2 separate regions of the Xenopus laevis genome follow, and region 2 is linked to region 1. The links are chromatin contacts, called in public Hi-C maps. All regions are on one chromosome and are shown on one strand. Each heading gives the region's core, a stretch centred on a gene start, on an enhancer-like site or on the middle of the called end of the contact. The rest is flanking DNA. Distances are from core to core; before and after follow the strand shown. Region 1 overlaps prex1.L (phosphatidylinositol-3,4,5-trisphosphate-dependent Rac exchange factor 1 L homeolog). Region 2 holds the start of prex1.L (phosphatidylinositol-3,4,5-trisphosphate-dependent Rac exchange factor 1 L homeolog).

Region 1 (4,920 bases), core at 302-2,801:
ATTAGGCTGATTAGCTCCTGACTAGCAGAAATATTGTCATCCAGATGGGACCTGCTCGTTGGCTCATTGTATCAAAATGACATCCCACTAGGCCACACTGCGAATGTATCTTGTTGGCAATTTAGTGGTTTCTGGCTAACGAGTTGTGAAAGGAATTGCCACCTCCTGGCTCACTACAGAAGAGAAAGCACTTTCTGCATGTAGTGTCAGTCCTATAGTGAGATGAGCAGTTACTGTATATAAAGCCAGGAATTCCATACTGCCAGTCGTGTAGATGATTCTTATAGCTCCTTATTGTATAGGGTTGAGACACACGGGCAGATTGGGGGAGATTTCAGGAGAATCGCCTCTTCTTCTGGGCGACAATCTCCCCGAACTGCCTTCGCGTATCTTCCCGTCCACTTTAATGAAAAGTCGCCTGCGCTAAAGCACACGCGGTGCTTCGTTTTCTGAAGTCGTCCGAAGTTTCTTTGTGAGGCAACTTCGGAAAACGAAGCACCGCGTGTGCTTTAGCACAGACGACTTTTCATTAAGTCGCCTGAAGTTTCCTTCGTGAGGCAACTTCGGGCGACTTCAGAAAACGAAGAGCCGCATGTGCTTTAGCGCAGGAGACTTTTCATTATAGCGGACGGGAAGACATGCGAAGGAAGTTTGGGGAGATTGTCGGCCATTTAGGCGACTAAATCTCCCCGAATCTGCCCGTGTGTTACACTCTGCTTTATTTGCCTTAATCTTTGCATGTGGTTGGCACACTAATTTATTAGCCACATTAACATGATTCCAGATAAAATAACAGATTAACTGGCCAGTACGACTCTGCTCGTTAACGTGATGAATGTGCCGGGTTATTCAGGTCTCTCCTTACCTCCCTTCCCCATTAATGAGAGGGAGCCATGGTATTAATCTGGCCCCCGAGGGAGGGGGAGGGGAAATTTAGGGAAAGGCCCATTCATAGAAACACATGGGAAAGGAAAATGAGATTCATATCTTTTTGTTTCCTGCAAAAGCCCAATGTTCATTGTCCCCGCTTTCTATTGGGTTAAACCACTTCTTTATTGTGATGGGTGATAACATAGGCGTAATAAAAATAATTAGCAATTCTTAAAGCAAAAGACTATCCGCCTGTTCGTAACAGCTCCAGAGGATTCAAATATGGACCTTCTGGGAATAGGAAGATTAGCGCTAACCAAATTCATCTTATTGACCACTAAATATTCAGCAAGAATAATAGGTAATATACAGAGTGCATTTTTATTTACATGGGTTACAATTAAGGGTATGGGAACCCCAAGAGCTGCAACATTGGCCACTTAGGGTCAGGCCACGCAGATTCAGGGAGATTAGTCGCCCCAACGACAAATCGCGTCTTTTTCGGGGTAACAATCTCCCTGAACTGCCTTCCCCCTGCCCTCCGCCGGCTAAAATGAAAATTGCTTATGTCTGTTTATAAGGTGAAAGGAGAGAATATGTTAAATCTGTCTCTTACCCCCGCCATCCATCCCAACCAGGCACATCAGCAGATGTTTGAATTAGATAGAGGCTACATAGAAACCATGGGCTTATCTGCAGTGACATTCTGTGCTTCATTCTGACTCAGTCCTGTGAGGCTAAACACCGCTCCGCAGGTGCCAAGCAACAATTATAGGCAAAGGCTTTATAGGCAGCAATTTTACTATAGGGAACTAAATGAAAAATGCTCCAGAGTATATGCTCTGCTGTTTTTCTAAACACAAAAGAGAAGGTGCCCATGTAATAGCGTGGAATAGCCTCCAGCAAAGGGGAACAGAGCCAGCAAAATGTTAAAAGAAACAACCCCACGTTTGCTGATAACTTGTACAGAGAGTTAACATAAAACTATGGCAGCATAGGTATTCCCCTGTACTAAGCACAATTCAGCAGGAACAGTCCCCTAAGTTTGCTCATAGCCTGTTCAGAAAGATCCCAAAAACTATAGCAGCATAGGTATTCCCCTGTACTAATCACAATTCAGCAGGAACAGTCCCCTAAGTTTGCTCATAGTCTGTATAGAGAAATCCCATAAAACTATGGCAGCATAGGTATCCCCCTGTACTAAGCACAATTCAGCAGGAACAGTCCCCTAAGTTTGCTCATAGTCTGTACAGAGAGATCCCATAAAACTATGGCAGCATAGGTATTCCCCTGTACTAAGCACAATTCAGCAGGAACAGCCCCCTAAGTTTGCTCATAGTCTGTACAGATAGATACCATAAAACTATAGCAGCATAGGCATTCCCCTGTACTAAGCACAAATCAGCAGGAACGGCCCCTTAAGTTTGCTTATAGCCTGTACAGAGAGGTACCATAAAACTATGGCAGCATAGGAATTCCTCTGTACTAAGCACAATTCAGCAGGAACAGTCCCCTAAGTTTGCTCATAGTCTGTACAGAGAGATACCATAAAACTATGGCAGCATAGGTATTCCCCTGTACTAAGCACAATTCAGCAGGAACAGTCCCTAAGTTTGCTCATAGTCTGTACAGAGAGATACCATAAAACTATGACAGCACAGGCATTCCCCTGTACTAAGCACAATTCAGCAGGAACAGCCCCCTAAGTTTGCTCATAGCCTGTACAGAGAGATACCATAAAACTATGGCACCATAGGAATTCCTCTGTACTAAGCACAATTCAGCAGGAACAGTCCCCTAAGTTTGCTCATTGTCTGTACAGAGAGATACCATAAAACTATGGCAGCATAGGTATTCCCCTGTACTAAGCACAATTCAGCAGGAACAGTCCCTAAGTTTGCTCATAGTCTGTACAGAGAGATACCATAAAACTATGACAGCACAGGCATTCCCCTGTACTAAGCACAATTCAGCAGGAACAGCCCCCTACGTTTGCTCATAGTCTGTACAGAGAGATACCATAAAACTATGGCAGCATAGGTATTCCCTGTACTAAGCACAATTCAGCAGGATCAGACTCCTAAGTTTGCTCATAGTCTGTACAGAGAGATCCCATAAAACTATGACAGTATAGGTATTCCCCTGTACTAAGCACAATTCAGTAGGAACAGTCCCCTAAGTTTGCTCATAGTCTGTACAGAGAGATACCATAAAAATATGGCAGCATAGGTATCCCTCTGCTTTTTTAGGTATCCCAGTTCTTTTTCAGGTCCTGCAGCTTCTCATGTGTGTTATTTGCCTGTTTAAAGTGAAGAAGAAAACAAAAATGTCCTTTCTTTCTTGTTTGTGTTTGGTTGCCTTTAATATGGCCTGGATGAAACCTATAAATCTGTTCTCATCCTTACAGGGCGTGAGGCTCTACTGCCGGCTGCACAGCCTTTTTACTCCAGTGGTCAAGTAAGTCTTACAGATCATTTCCAGTAATGACCCCTCTTGGGATTTATTTAATCAGCATTTTACATTTACAAAGAGAAAATGACATAGCAGAGATATATTTAGCTGTCATGGGTCTGAGGTCCCAAGCTTTCTGGATAATTGATGCCATACTGCTGAAATCCTTTGTAAGGCCAAAGCCAAATAAAATGATACGCAAGCCTAAAATATACACAGTGTACCTTCAGACATAGAACAGAAGAGGCAATTCATGTTCTTGAGTTTTTTTTCATGGAACGAGGCCCCAGCACCTTTGTCATGCTAAGAGGGTCCCCAGCTTTGACCTTTTATCAATCAGAATTTGCATCACTTCAAGCTAAATTAGATTACTGAACCAGAACCAGGCCGTACAATCAAATTGCTCAATTGGCTTGGGATTCGAACCTTTCAGTTAATAAAACCATCCACTTAGATTCTTGGTGTTTAGCTCAACAATCAATAATAGCACCGATCATCACAAAAGTCCTTATTTTCCTTTTATGCTGGAGTTAAAATATTACTGTGCAGATTGCTTATAAGGTCAGGTAAGGTCCATGATATTAAATTACTTTCCTCTGTTCCTCTTAATGTATATTCAGCACTCTGCTGTTTAATTCTCTAAGGCTTGTAGCACTGGTGTAAACAAGAAACACCCTAATATAAATCATATATCCTATATACTAACCGAAGGCCTATCTATGTCCCGAGTGGAGGGGAGGCAGATGCGCACGCAACTTCGGTTAGGATCTATGAGATGCGCGCGCAACTTCAGCCGAAAGACATAGATGCGGCCTTCGATTAGCAGATGTGCTGGAAGGTTAGGATCAGAACAGGTTAGGATCGGGGAGGCAGATGCGCTGGAAGGTTAGGATCTAGGGAGGCAGATGCGCTCACCGTCTCCTTCTGCCTCCCGCCGCCTCTTCTTTCCTGCTCACTCAGGCGGCGACCGCTGGAAGGTTAGGATCTAGGGAGGCAGATGCGCTCACCGTCACACTAGGGGAACCGGTTGCGTACCTGCACGAAAGTCTGTATAAGCGTCGGCCATCTTGCTACTCCTCTGCGACTTTGTCATCCGCCCACTGCCAAATCCGCCCACTAAAGTCTGTATAAGCGTCGGCCATCTTGCTACTCCTCTGCGAGTTTGTCATCCGCCCACTAAAGTCTGTATAAGCATCGGCCATCTTGCTACTCCTTTGCAAGTTTGTCTAATGGCGGCGCTAGCGTCACTCTAGGAGGGGAACCGGTTGCGTACCTGCACGAAAGTCTGTATAAGCGTCGGCCATCTTGCTACTCCTCTGCGACTTTGTCATCCGCCCACTGCCAAATCCGCCCACTAAAGTCTGTATAAGCGTCGGCCATCTTGCTACTCCTCTGCGAGTTTGTCATCCGCCCACTAAAGTCTGTATAAGCGTCGGCCATCTTGCTACTCCTTTGCAAGTTTGTCTAATGGCGGCGCTAGCGTCACTCTAGGAGGGGAACCGGTTGCGTACCTGCGTGGGTGGCCATTTTTAGCAAAACGGGCTATATTATCTCCAAAAAATATTGATGTTGACATGATAAACAACCAAGTGATTGCAT
Region 2 (5,409 bases), core at 266-2,765, 110 kb before region 1:
GTTGGGGGCAGGCCGAGGGCTTCTGTTAGGAATATTACAAATTTACCGGCAGCTAAATTGCCGGTAAATTTGTAATACCAGCCTCGGCCTAGGCAGGTGTTTTACCGGCTATACCACATATAACTGTAGGCTGCCAGTCCACATAGGGGCTAGCAGGCCCGGACTGGCAATCTGTGAGTTCTGGCAAATGCCAGAGGGGCTGCTATAAGGTCCCATAGAAAGTCAGTATTTAGTGGGCTGGTGAAGGCTGTTTGGGCCTCTATGTGGGCTGATTGGGCCTCTGTGTACCTGAAATGCCAGGGCCTATTTTAATTCTCTGTCCGGACCTGGGGGCTAGCATATAGCCAATCACAGCTGGCGTTTCCACCTGGTCGCTATTTTACTGGCTCAGCAGGTAGAAATGGTGCTTGATGCCAATGTTATTAATAAGGCAGAAATAGCAAAATATAGGAAGGCCGGTATATTTTCCCATCATCAGCGCATGAGCACAGTCCTCACCCAATGGGATTTTCCAGCCTGTCCTATAACTATTTGCCCAAGACTAAAGGGCCCATGTCAGTAATTTATATCAGCCCATGTCCAGCTTTATCTACACACTAGTAGTGTAAAGACCTGCTTTCCTTCTGCATTGTCCCCTACCAGCAGATTTGTTCTCTCTCTGGGTTGTGCCCCACTATCAGTGTTCAGTCACCCAGGTTTGTACACTTTCTGGTTGTGCCCAGTGCCATAACTAGATGTTACCGGCCCCACAGCAAAGTAATTTGAGGGGCCCCAAACTCTCCAGAGGTTGTCTTGTTTTACCAGTATATATTAATATTACCCATTAATTAGGGCCTCATGGGGCCCCGTTATATACTTACACCCCCAGTTATAGAGTTACTCACACCCCAGTTATAGACTTACTCACACCCCCAGTTACAGACTAATTCACACCCCCAGTTATAGACTTACTCACACCCCCCCAGTTATAGACTTACACCCCCAGTTATAGACTTACTCACATCCCAGTTATAGACTTACACCCCCAGTTATAGACTTACTCACACCCCCAGTTACAGACTTACTCACACCCCCAGTTATAGACTTACACCCCCAGTTATAGACTTACTGACACCCCAGTTATAGACTTACACCCCCAGTTATAGACTTACTCACACCCCCAGTTACAGACTTACTCACACCCCCAGTTATAGACTCACACCCCCAGTTATAGACTCACACCCCCAGTTATAGACTTACACCGTTACTCACACCCCCAGTTACTGAATTACTCACACCCCCAGTTACAGGCATATTCACACCCCCAGTAGCCCATGTGCAAGGGGAAGCTGCAGCTTTGTATTAACCCTCCCCCTCCTGGCTGTTACACGCTACTGAGCGCTGCTGCTGAGTCTCTGGAGGCGTTTCAGACGCAGTAGCGGCGGCAGCAGACAGAGGGCAGCCCCAGTGAGCGAGTGAGTGCGGGACATGTCTCTCCCCAGGAGGCAGCGGCACAGGAGTCCGGCGAGGAGCAGCTGAGGGGCAAACTTTGCGCTGGAAGGATTTGCATGAGGCGCAGGATGAAGGTGGAGCGCGGTGGCGCCGGACCGTACAGCGTCGCACTGTGACTTGTGCCCAAGCGACTGCACCGGCGGCCGAGGAGGGAGGGGGGTCGCATCAGTTTGGATTGTAGGGGGGTTGTGGGGGGTCCCTGAAGACATGGAGGGAGTGGGGTCAGCCGCGAGCCCCGGGGAGAGTTGCAACAAGGAGTCGGAGCGACAGCTGAGACTGAGACTGTGTGTCCTGAACGAGACCCTCAATACGGAGCGCGATTATGTGGGGACCCTGCGCTTCCTCCAGTCTGTGAGTAACTCTGCACTTTACTGCGGCGAATTCATCCCAACCTGGGTCACGTGCTCCTTGTCCAGGATCTCACTTAGATCTTCTGCTGAACCCCATGTTGTATGTCTGGGGGGGTTTGTGCTGAGCTTTGTATTCTATATCTCTATTCTGCCTGACATCTCTCTGTCTGACACCCTCCTGCAGGGGATTCTGGGAGCTGTAGTCCAGACAGTTGGACTTGTTCTTTTTTTCACACCCCGGTCAAGGCTCACAAAGTGGAACCAGGTTTGGGGAAAAAGCGGTGCTGCCCCTTTAAGTGATATTTACATGCACTGATTAATAGCACATGCTTTCACCATTGTGATATCACTCCAGAACAGCAGCAGCCCTGGGTAATGGGGGTGCAATTCTGTTTCTTTGTTGACTAAATGGAGGATGTTCATTGAAGGATTTGGGGAAGGAACTAGGACTCCGGTGGGGGAGGGGGGATGCATTTGGGAGATTTAAATGATCTGACATCGCGTATGTAAGCGGGGAACGTGTCTGCTGGGTGCCCTATTGTATATACATATACTGCTTGTCACATGCACATCAGGACAATAAGGGAAGAGACACAGGCTCAGATTCGGGGAGATTAGTCGCCCAGAGACAAATCACTTCTTCTTCAGCGACTAATCTCCCCGAACTGCCTTCAGCCGGCTAGAATGTAAATCGCCGGCGGGATGGCACTCAGAGCGATTCGTTTTCCGAAGTCGCCTTACGAGGAAACTTCGGGCGACTTTGGAAAACACAGTCAGATCGCTTTGGCTTTCCGATGTCGCCCGAAGTTTCCTCGTGAGGCGACTTCGGAAAAACTAAGCAGTTTGGGGAGATTAGTCGCCCCAAAGAAGAGATTTGTCGCTGGGCGTCTAATCTCCCTGAATCTGAGCGTGTGTCTCTTCCCTTAGTCGCCTGGCGATAAATCTCCTCTTCTTCATGGCGACTAATCTCCCCGAACTACCTTTTGCCAGCTAGAATCTAAATTGCCGGCGCGGTGGCACTCGGATCGCTTCGTTTTCTAAAGTTGCCCAAAGCTTTCCAAAGTAGCCCGAAGTTTCCTGGTGAGGAAACTTTGCGCGACTTCGGAAAACGAAGCGCACCGATTACCATCCCGCCGGCGATTTACATTCTACCCGGCAGGAGATTAGTCGCCCACGAAGAAGAGGCGATTTATCGCCAAGCGACTAAATCTCCCCGAATTTAAGCGTGTGTCTCTGCCCAATCAGAATCCTCACCCTTCCCTCTCTGCTTTCCCTAATCACAGGCAGTAAAAGTGGTTTAAAGGGCTCAGATAACTGCGGTTAAAGGGATTATTTTATTATCTTCCTGCTTTACTGCTGGCCGTAAAGCTTTTTATAGTGACATGAAGGCAGCAAGTGGTCAGGTTATCACTTCCTCGGGGTGCCAGTCCTCCTCCTCTTATGGCTTCCAGTAAGAATCGTCCACATTCCATGTGAAATAAATCCCTAAACTTTCTGTGACGGATAATAGGGAGTCATCTGAGATGCTGCAGCACCTCTTCCAGCTATGCTACTTAAAGGGGTGGTTCACCTTTAAGTTAACTTTTAGTATGTTATAGAATGGCTAATTCTAAGCAACTTTTCAATTGGCCTTCATTTTTTTTGTTTTAAAATGATTGGCCTTCTTCCCCTGACTCTCCCCAGTTTTCAAATGGGGGTCACTGACCCCCATCTAAAAAACAAATGCTGTGTAAGGCTGCACGTTTATTGCTTTGCTGCTTTTCATTCATCTATATTCCAGTCTCTTATTCAAATCAATGCATGGTTGCTAAGGTAATTTGGACCCTAGCAACCAGTTTACTGAATTTGCAGACTGGAGAGCTGCTGAATAAAAAGCTAAATAACTGAAAAAACCACAAATAATAAAAAATGAAAACCAATCGCAATTTGTCTCAGAATATCACTCTCTACAGCATACTAACAGTTAATTTAAAGGTGAACAACCCCCCCTTTAATGAGCCATTGACAAGTGAAAGTTCTGTCGTTTCTGGGGATTTATAAACCTTCCTGTCCTGGGGGGAGCGGCCCTGGAACCAATTGGAAAACAATGAGCATTTTGTTTGGTGGTCTGGGAGACTCTCACACGACACCCAAGTGCTATTTATTGATAACTCCAATAATGGGCTGCGTTTGAAGTGACACAATAGCCCCGCTTAGCACTTTCCCCCATTTATTTTCCCTTTGCTGCTGATTGAAAGAAAGGGCAATGTGTTCTCCATTAACAAGCACTGCTCCTGCTCTATAATAAGGTTATGGGGGAAGTCTATACCCTATTAAAAGTTGGTTTTATTTTCCATTTGACACAAAAAAAAGTATAAAAGAATTATCTGCTTTGTGCCCAGAGCATTCCTTCTTTGTATATTTGTATTTATACATATGGGAAGGAGGTGCCATATTGTTTCCCTTAGACAGTACAGTATGAGGGTATAGCTTATTGTGTGCCCAGAACATTCCTTCTTTGTATATTTGTATTTATACATATGGGAAGGAGATTCCATATTGATTCCCTTAGACAGTACAGTATGAGGGTATAGCTTATTGTGTGCCCAGAACATTCCTTCTCTGTATATTTGTATTTATACATATGGGAAGGAGATTCCATATTGATTCCCTTAGACAGTACAGTATGAGGGTATAGCTTATTGTGTGCCCAGAACATTCCTTCTCTGTATATTTGTATTTATACATATGGGAAGGAGGTGCCATATTGTTTCCCTTAGACAGTACAGTATGAGGGTATAGCTTATTGTGTGCCCAGAACATTCCTTCTCTGTATATTTGTATTTATACATATGGGAAGGAGGTGCCATATTGTTTCCCTTAGACAGTACAGTATGAGGGTATAGCTTATTGTGTGCCCAGAACATTCCTTCTCTGTATATTTGTATTTATACATATGGGAAGGAGGTGCCATATTGATTCTATTAGACAGTACAGTATGAGGGTATAGCTTATTGTGTGCTCAGAACATTCCTTCTCTGTATATTTGTATTTATACATATGGGAAGGAGGTGCCATATTGATTCTATTAGACAGTACAGTATGAGGGTATAGCTTATTGTGTGCTCAGAACATTCCTTCATGTATATTTATATTTATACGTATAATGCCCCCATTATTACATCAGGAAGGTATAGTTGAAGTTCTTTCTCTGGATATTGTATTTGAGTATAGTAATTTAGATTCGCAGTGTTGGTTTATGAAGCTGAAACATTCTCCATAGACAACAAGGAAACATCGCCTCTTGTGGTTACCTCTCAATGTGGCTTCTCTTAAATATATTAATGGAAATTGGAAAGCAATATGGCAACTCCGGCGTAGGCATACGTTTGTATGAGTTGCCGTTGCACAGCAGAGACACTTACTAGTGGGCTTTAAAGGCCACATTCCCCCAGTGACACCCGCTTGTTAAGGGAACTCAGTTTTGGTCACAGAATTGCTTCCTTTCCATTTGTCCTTTGCAACTGTTGCCTTGAAATGGGGTTGTATGGATGTAGGTGCCCACTCTCTTTAGTATCATGTAATATGT

Evidence for each region. Hi-C and Micro-C count contacts between places; a contact is called where the count stands out from the background.
Region 2: a contact with region 1 is called in a Hi-C map of the XL177 cell line, with 2.3 times the contacts expected there. The contact joins the promoter of prex1.L here to the enhancer-like site in region 1. A contact is called at or near these places in 2 of 4 Hi-C or Micro-C datasets (the XL177 cell line and the XTC cell line).

What each region holds. Positions count from the first base shown.
Region 1 is chr9_10L:10,029,287-10,034,206 of Xenopus_laevis_v10.1, reverse strand. It overlaps prex1.L (phosphatidylinositol-3,4,5-trisphosphate-dependent Rac exchange factor 1 L homeolog), which reads left to right. Exons shown (of 40, transcript NM_001090233.1): 13 at 3,278-3,327. Among protein-coding and RNA genes, the nearest start is that of prex1.L, 120 kb to the left of the region's middle. Within about 2 kb of position 1,551, at least 1 of the 7 cell types and tissues checked has an H3K27ac peak or open chromatin away from gene starts, as enhancers often do.
Region 2 is chr9_10L:10,143,052-10,148,460 of Xenopus_laevis_v10.1, reverse strand. It overlaps prex1.L (phosphatidylinositol-3,4,5-trisphosphate-dependent Rac exchange factor 1 L homeolog), which reads left to right and starts at 1,515. Exons shown (of 40, transcript NM_001090233.1): 1 at 1,515-1,842. The coding sequence starts at 1,699.